Linked DNA regions of Sus scrofa: region 2 is linked to region 1. Evidence: chromatin contacts called from public Hi-C data. All regions are on one chromosome and are shown on one strand. The core of a region is the stretch at or near the end of the contact, and the rest is flanking DNA. Distances in the headings are between cores, read along the strand shown.

Region 1 (3,930 bases), core at 535-3,034:
GAGCCGGTTTTTTTTTTTTTTTTTTTTTTTTTTTTTCCTTTTTTTTTCTGAGGAAGCACAAGAAACAGCAGCAGATCACACCTAGCGCAGGGGGCCAGGTGTATGGCGGATGCTCAGTAAGAGATTCCCGGAAGAATGTAAACTGCCTCTGTCCCAGGCTCTGTCCCACTGCTGTGTGTCTTTGCCCCTTTCTGAGTTTGGTTTCCTTCTGTGAAATAGGGATGATGATGGTAACACCCCCTCACGGAGCTCATTCCAGGATGAAATGAAGTCACTCACATGAGTGAATTAATGTCAACTTTAAAAGGTGACACACAGCAGTGGGACAGAGCCCGGGATAGAAGTAGTTTATGTTCAAGGATGGGAGAGTTGAGTGCTAGGTATCAGCTATGCTCCAGAATCAAGGCGTTAGTGGCTAAAAATCAGTTCTCATTTGTTCATTGACACTCTTCTATTCGTTGAATACAAAATCTAACTTTAAGAATAATCTCCTCCCTTGCCCCGCCAATGGAACTCAATGGAGCTATTTTCTTTTGTGGTAGAAAAAAAAGTTTTTTCTTCTACAAATTGGGCTGTATGCAGAATAAGGGCCGCCCCCCCCCCCCCCCCCCGCAACCCTGGCTGCACAAAATGTGCACAGCACTCTTCCAGCAAGCACCGAGGCTTGCTCTTATTTACACTTATTTACATATCGAGCCAGATCTCCATGGCTGCCTGCCCGGAAGCCCTATTTTTAATTGTTTGGCGCCCCAGCCACCCTTCTGACCCTTTCTGGCACTTTTCTGAGGATTTCCGGCCACTGCTAGCTTGCAAGGGAAGGCCCCCAACCAAACCGTAAGCCTCCAAGTTCAGCATCTCTAAGCCCTTTTCCAAGAGGAATCTCCAGGCAGGTGGGGCTGCGCGCCCCCCACCCCATGACGCAGAGGGGATTTGGGCTCAGGCCGGAGGGCCAGCTGCGTTCCACGTGGATAAAAGGACAGAGGACAAGAAAGCAGCTGCCCTGGGCTCTCCAGCTTCCTTCTCTCGCTGCGCTTCTGAAAGAATCAGGAGTAGTTCCCAGTGAAGGCAAAGGGCTTGTCCTGAAATTCAGACCGGTTGGCGGGTTCCCTCCCCCACCCTTCTTCTAAAAAACAGCATTTCCTTGACAGCAATAAAATATGTACTTATAAATATTTTCCAAGAGTGCCCTCTAGTGGGAATCTTAAGGCAGTGGCGCATCTTACAAATGTGACTTGGATCCCAAACTCGTGAATAAAAATAAAGCACATTCCACCGCAACCTTCTTCACACGTGACCTGAAAATAGATCCCGTTTCTTCCACGAGTCCATACAATGTCACATGCCCTTGATTGGAAATGAAGGCTGTCTTAAGTCTTTAGAAGGAAATAGTGCTCCACTTTTAGAACTGGAACTTACACACGGTGTTCAGGAACTTTCAGTGCAGGGAAGTGTGTGGAACGGGACAATGGGTGACATCCATGCGTTGTATTCCTGGGCTGCGCCGGAGTTGCTGGCCGACTGCTTTTATTTGGGCTGCGGAGGGAGCCAAGGCTGCAATAGCGTCCAGCCCCAGAGGCCACACACACTGCTGGGTTTTCACCTTGGAGGATGTGGGACAATGAGTCATTTGTGCCTCTTCCTGGTTCTTCCTGGCCAAGGTCAGCTTTCCCACTGGAACCAAGCAGGCTGGCACAGAGCCCGCGCCGTCTGGAGCCTTCCCCTGGTGCCAAGCCCAGGAGAGGGTGTGGCCCCCTCCCCCACGCCTCAGAGGGCCCCAGTTCAGGCTCCTTCCGAGGCAGCCCTTGTCCGGGTCCTGAAACCTCATTCACGCTGCTCACTTCAGCATGAAGGGCCTCCTGGCGGAGGCCTGAGGAAATCACCAGCCCTAAAGAAAGGTTCCCAGGCAGAATTCTCTGAGGAGGAAACTCCAAGGGCTTCTGGCGGTGCTCACCCCTTCTGCTGAGCTGTCCAGAGACAATTCATTTTTCTGTTTGGATTGATTCCAGTTCATCGTGCAATCACTGCTACTATGAGTCCTCGTAAAATAGCTGCCATTTCTTCCTTTCTCCACTGGATACACATATGTTGAGCACCTACTGTGTACCAGACACGGTTCTAGACTTTGAACACCAAGACAAAGTCCTGACAGCATAGAAATGACAGTCTAATTTGGAGAAAGAGGATACACAAGCAAATATAGCAAGTTGAGGCCATGAATGAAACCAAGAGGGTATAATGGGATATATAGGGGATCCTGAGATGAAGCATCTGGGCAGACTGCTCTGAGAAGTTTACCTTAAGCATCTAGTATGTGCCAGCTATTTACTGTGTTAGAGGTTAAGGATACAAAGACAAACAGAAAATGCTGTCTGTACCTTCAAAGAGCTCAGAGCCCAATGGTGAAATAATACTTCCATAGGATTCAAACAACACCATCTCACAATAGCCCTAAGATCTATGCCTCACAATAAACCTGCCCAGTAAATTATATCATCTGCCTTTTATAGATGTTAAAACTGAGTTTAAGAGATATCAGTAGCACTGTCGAGGTTTGAATTAAGGCTTGTCTTATTTCCAGATTTTTTTTTCCTATGCCGTCTTTCTCGGTGGAAATGGGGAGATAAAAAATGAGATCCCAACCCAGCTCAAAGATTTGACACAGGCAGGCACACTGCGCTGTCCGAAGTGGGTTAACACTACGCTGCTAAAGTAGAGGAAGGACCGAGACCAACACTGGTTCTACCCACTATCAAACATGTGGCTCCTGCAGCTCTAGACAGTGGTACCCAAGCCTGGCAATAGATGACAGACTCCCTGGGCCTGTAGAGATGCTGATGAAATGCTCCTCCGCCAGACTAACTCAGATGCTCCAAGTCCACACCCAGGGCTCCTCCTTGGCTCCCCTTCTCAAGGCTCCTCTCAGCCAGCAGCCAGGGAGACAGGGTCGCCTGACTCTGGGAAAAGGTGACCCAACACTTCTGCCAAAGTCATTACTGCCGGACCCTGAGCAAGAACAGGAAGGAAGAAAACACCGCTGGAAGTGACCCCTGACTATTCCTCAGCTGCTGGTGGAGAGAGATAACAGCCCGTAGTGGGCTGCATGCAGCTGAAAGTGTTAGGGTTCAAGCCTCTTCTCTGTGAGCCATGCTGTCACACCAGCACTTCTGGAGGGAACGGAGGAAGTCAACTGGACCACAGCCCTGGGTGATTTGGGGTCAACTAAATAGCCTAGATCCAGAGGACAGCCACAACTGTCTTGACACTCGGGAGCGACTGAGCGGGTGCTGCGTGTTTGCTTGTGCTGGGACAGCAAGGGACAAACGTGTGTGTGACCACAGGGTTCTTGTGGGGGCTGGGAGGTAACTCCCCTCTATACATGCCCTGTGTGGCCTAATTTTTTTTAAATTTGTATTGAAATACAGTTGATTTACAGTGCCGTGTTAGTTTCTGGTATACAGCAAAGTGATACAAATACATATATAAATGTATGTATTCTTTTTTAGAGTCTTTTCCATTCTAGGTTATTACAAGATGTTGAGTAGAGTTCCCTGCATGGCCTCACCATATACAGATTTGTTTCTATTATAGAAATGCCTTGTTTCACACACTCTCCTTTCCTGTAATAAATCTGTATTCAATTTCTACCATGTACCAGGCACTGTGCTAGATGCCAGGGGATAGAGCAGAAAACAAACACACAAGAGGGCCCCTGGCTTTACAGTTTATATTCATCGGAATCTAAAGCAGTGGTTCTTAGCCTGGCAGCATGTTGGCGTCACCTAGAAAGCTTCATGGAATATGGACGTGGGCTCCACTCCTAAGAAGTCTGGTTTAACTGGACTGGGCTCCTGCTATCAGTGTTCGTGTCCGAAGGATATGGGAGGGTCTCTGGGGTCTGCAAGTGTCTAGTCCTCCCAGTTGTGCAGTGAC
Region 2 (3,930 bases), core at 968-3,467, 110 kb after region 1:
CGGCTCAGATCCTGCATTGCTGTGTGCTGTGGTGTAGTCGGCTACAGCTCTGATTCGATCCCTAGCCTGGGAACCTTCATATGCCGAGGGTGCAGCCCTAAAAAGACCAAAAAAAAAAAAAAAATTCTCTCTGTTATTGGGGAAAATGTAGTATTTCTTTGTGATTTATCATTCAAAGAAGTTTATTATATTTATAGCTGTACAACCATCATCACAACCTAATTTTAGAACATTTCCATCCCAAACCCCCAGACCATCTCCCCCGCAACTTGTCCCTTTTGGTAACCAACCATAAGTTTTTCCAAGTCCATGAGTCTTTTTTTGTTCAGCAAATAAGTTCATTTGTGTCCTTTTTTTAGATTCCACACATAAATGATATCAAATGATGTTTGTCTCTCACTGCCTAACTTCACTTAATATAATAATCCTAGGTCCATCCACATTGCTGCAAATGCCCTTATTTTATTTGGGAAAAACAGAGTATCCTTTTTTTTTCTTTTTTTTTCCCCCTTTTTTGTCTTTTTACAGGCTGCACCTGTACCATGTGGAGGTTCCCAGGCTAGGAGTTGAATCAGAGCTGTAGCTGCCAGCCTACACCACAGCCACAGCAATACCAGATCCAAGCCACGTCTATGACCTGCACCACAGCCTATGGCAGGCAACACTAGATCCTTAACCTGCTGAGCGAGGCCAGGGATCAAACCTGCGTCCTCATGGATACTAGTCAGATTCGTTTCCACTGAGCCACAATGGGAACTCCCTGTATTTCTTAAGAGGCTGTAAATACCCCAAAGGTGGTGTCTGGGCTGGATTATTTTGTGTCTACCATGGTGCTGCTAACCTAATAGGTACTAGAAAAGGGTGACAAGCTGTAGGATTTTATTGTTGTGTGTTTCATTGTGTAAGGATATTTGCATTGTATATTTGGATAAGGGCATCCTACTCTAAAACATGATGGGGAAAAAAATCCTACCTTCCAATGAAGTGAGTTTTAATCGTGTTGCCCAGTACCAATGAATTCATGTCTGCTCACACACAAGTGCACTCACACACATGGTTCATCTATAATTTTGGACAAAAGTATTTCGTTTTTCACCACACTGCACTAGTGGGTTGGTGCATTCCACCGTTAATTCATATTCAGAGCGATAGTTCCTAGAGTTATTCTCCAGCAACATAAATGTTGACGTGCCAGTTAAAATGGATGAGGTAAATATGGCCATTCAGAATATTCTGGACATTCTATTTTATGATTTGGAACCTGCAAAATGTCCAAGGCGTGACAGACATGAAAAATTTTTCAAGGGATTCGTAACTAAACCAGTTTACGAATGGTCGGCTTAAGACTGTCTAAATCTCAGCTACAAGATCAGTTGCGTCACTGTCTTGAGTTTTGTGCTCCAGAGGGGCTGGTTTAAAGATCCAGTAGAAGTTTCCACCCCCGTTTTCTGATTTCCGTCTCACAGGGTCACCCCCTCCTTCAGAGCGCAAACCTCCCCGCATGGCAGGCAACACAGGTAGACAGTGGCGCTCAAGTTGTAATTCACTTGTGATTCATTTTCCTCCAGGAATGACTCAAGAAGAAATTTTTTAGAATTCACTCTGAGTCTTAGAAATTCAATTTGTGGAAAGGAATGGGCAAGGCTTTAATTCTATCATAATTAGTTTCATGTGTGAATGCATTAACTAATTGTTGCATGGGAAATATATTAGGGAAATAGAGTGGTGGCAGGAGGGTGGGCAGGGGTGCGTGGTGGAGAAGACCAGCCAAAGAATCTCCAGAAAGATTGGTGGCTGATCCCCTGTGTAGACCCAGGAGAGGCTTCATCAAAGGCAGACAGTTTGGGGCAATCTGATCACTGGTCTCCATCCTTGAACTTGAAATCTCGTCCACACCCAGGATTTCTGTCTCTTCTTAAGCAAGCAAGGACAGGTTTTTGCCTGCCCTACCCACACAGGGCTTGATGAAAATGTGACCTATTCACTCACTTTCTGGGCTCCACATGGAAAAAGTTAGCTTTATCCTGGTAGTAATGAAACCCGCTGTTGCAATACTTAGATTGGGTTTCTGTTGCTTTTCCCGTGAGAGCTGCATGGGCCACTTCTCTTTGCTTCAGCAACTCTGCTGTTGCTTTCAGCAACCACTGTGGACTTGGTAAGATATAGACATGACTTCTTCAGTGTCCAACCCTTGATCTAAGTGGTAGACGATTTCTGTGGTTGCAGCGAGCTTGCCTGGATTATGTCATCTCATCTTTGCCAAGAACGAGTAGTACCCATTCAAGAGACGGCGAGAGTGCCCTTGTTTATGAATAGCATTGACTGTTATTTCCTAAAGAAAAATCACCCAAGCCTTTCCTGAAACTTAAGTACTGTGCTAAGTGAGGAATTGGTTGAAAAAGAAGTGTGTGTGTGTGTGTGTGTGTGTGTGTGTGTGTGTGTGTGTGTGTGTGTGTTGGGGGTGATGGCAGGGGGGGTCCCTGTAGTTGTAATTCTGGTGAGCTTGTTTTTGACTGGGCTTCATACCAGCTTTATTCTTCCCTTTGGATATTTTCCCAGTCACTTTTGGCCTTTGTTATTTATTTATTTATTTATAGAAACTATAAAAATATTTTAATCAATGGAGAAATTTTATTATGGGATTACATGAAATCATGTGTGTGAAACTTTTAATAATTATAAAGCACCATAGAATTTAAAACATCTTTCACTCAATAAATATCTTTTGAATACCTACAAAAAAAAATTTTTTTAATTAAAATATCCTGAAGTTTCCCATGCATTGCTTGGGTTAAAGATCCAGCATTGCTGCAGATGTGGCACAGGTCACAACTGTGATGCAGGTTTGATTCCTGCCCTGGGAAGGTCCACGTGCTGTGGGAGGTGGCCTTTGTTATTTAGAGGCGGGGAAAGATCTGTAAGAGCAGGAAAGGAATATAGTTGCCTGTAAATGGAATGAACGAGGCTTCTTGCTATGTTAGAGGACAGTGTGCCTTGGCAGTGCTGGTGTTCTTGGCAGTGTTGGTGTTCCTGGTAGTGTTGGGTGGTAGAAATTAGGGTCCCAAAAAACAACAGTCAGAAAAATTACAACACAGAGACATTTTAAAAACAAAGAAGGAATATTGGTGGGAAAAATGTCTAATCACATAGACATCCTTGGGCAAGTCCAATCCATTCTAATCAGTTATTGGGAAGAAAGTAATTGTTTTATTTTTTAATTTTTTTAAATTAAAGTATAGTTGGTTTGCAATGTTGTGCCAATGTCTGCTATGCCTCAAAGCGATTCAGTCATCCTTACATATACACTCTTTTTTTAAATATTCTTTTCCATCATGGTCTATCCCAAGAGATTGGATAGAGTTCCCTGTGCTATACAGTAGGACCTCATTGTCAATAGAGGAGGAAAATATTAAAGCAGGGAAGGGGGAGTTCCCGTCGTGGCTCCTCAGAAACGAATCTGACTAGTATCCATGCAGACGCAGGTTTGATCCTGGGCCTCACTCAGTGAGTTAAGGATCCGGCGTTGCCGTGAGCTGTGGTGTAGGTGGCAGATGAGGCTCAGATATGGCATTGCTGTGGCTGTGGTGTAGGCTGGTGGCTGCAGCTCCAGTTCTACTCCTAGCCTGGGAACCTCTATATGCCACGGGTGTGGCTATAACAAGACAAAAAACAAAACAAAACAAAACATGGAAGGGGACACCCACCACCACCTGCAAATCCCCCTTTAGGCTATCCTAAAGCTAGGTTATTTGATTTTCAGGAATATGACAGGAAGGGCCCTTCCTCTTAGAAACCCACATGTGCTACAGCTGAGTTATGAGCCCCAGACAAGGGGGCCTGCCCAGTGGTGAGGATGCTTTGGGAGAAAAGGGGTGGGGGGGCACAACACCCCAGAAGAGGCAGCCCCCTGGTTTTAAGCAGGGGAGAAAG

Evidence for each region. Hi-C and Micro-C count contacts between places; a contact is called where the count stands out from the background.
Region 2: a contact with region 1 is called in a Hi-C map of alveolar macrophages, with 3 times the contacts expected there. The contact joins two enhancer-like sites. A contact is called at or near these places in 9 of 47 Hi-C or Micro-C datasets (alveolar macrophages, embryonic fibroblasts, fetal liver and 5 more).

Annotation. Positions count from the first base shown.
Region 1 is chr8:82,368,682-82,372,611 of Sscrofa11.1, forward strand. All of the region lies in intron 1 of LOC106504715 (a long non-coding RNA gene), which reads left to right. It overlaps LOC106504714 (a long non-coding RNA gene), which reads right to left. Exons shown (of 2, transcript XR_001298397.2): 2 at 8-3,930. Among named protein-coding and RNA genes, the nearest start is that of LSM6, 58 kb to the right of the region's middle. Within about 2 kb of position 1,785, at least 61 of the 83 cell types and tissues checked have an H3K27ac peak or open chromatin away from gene starts, as enhancers often do. A contact at or near this core is called in alveolar macrophages, where this site is marked.
Region 2 is chr8:82,475,949-82,479,878 of Sscrofa11.1, forward strand. No RefSeq gene overlaps it. Among named protein-coding and RNA genes, the nearest start is that of LSM6, 49 kb to the left of the region's middle. Within about 2 kb of position 2,218, at least 3 of the 83 cell types and tissues checked have an H3K27ac peak or open chromatin away from gene starts, as enhancers often do. A contact at or near this core is called in alveolar macrophages, where this site is marked.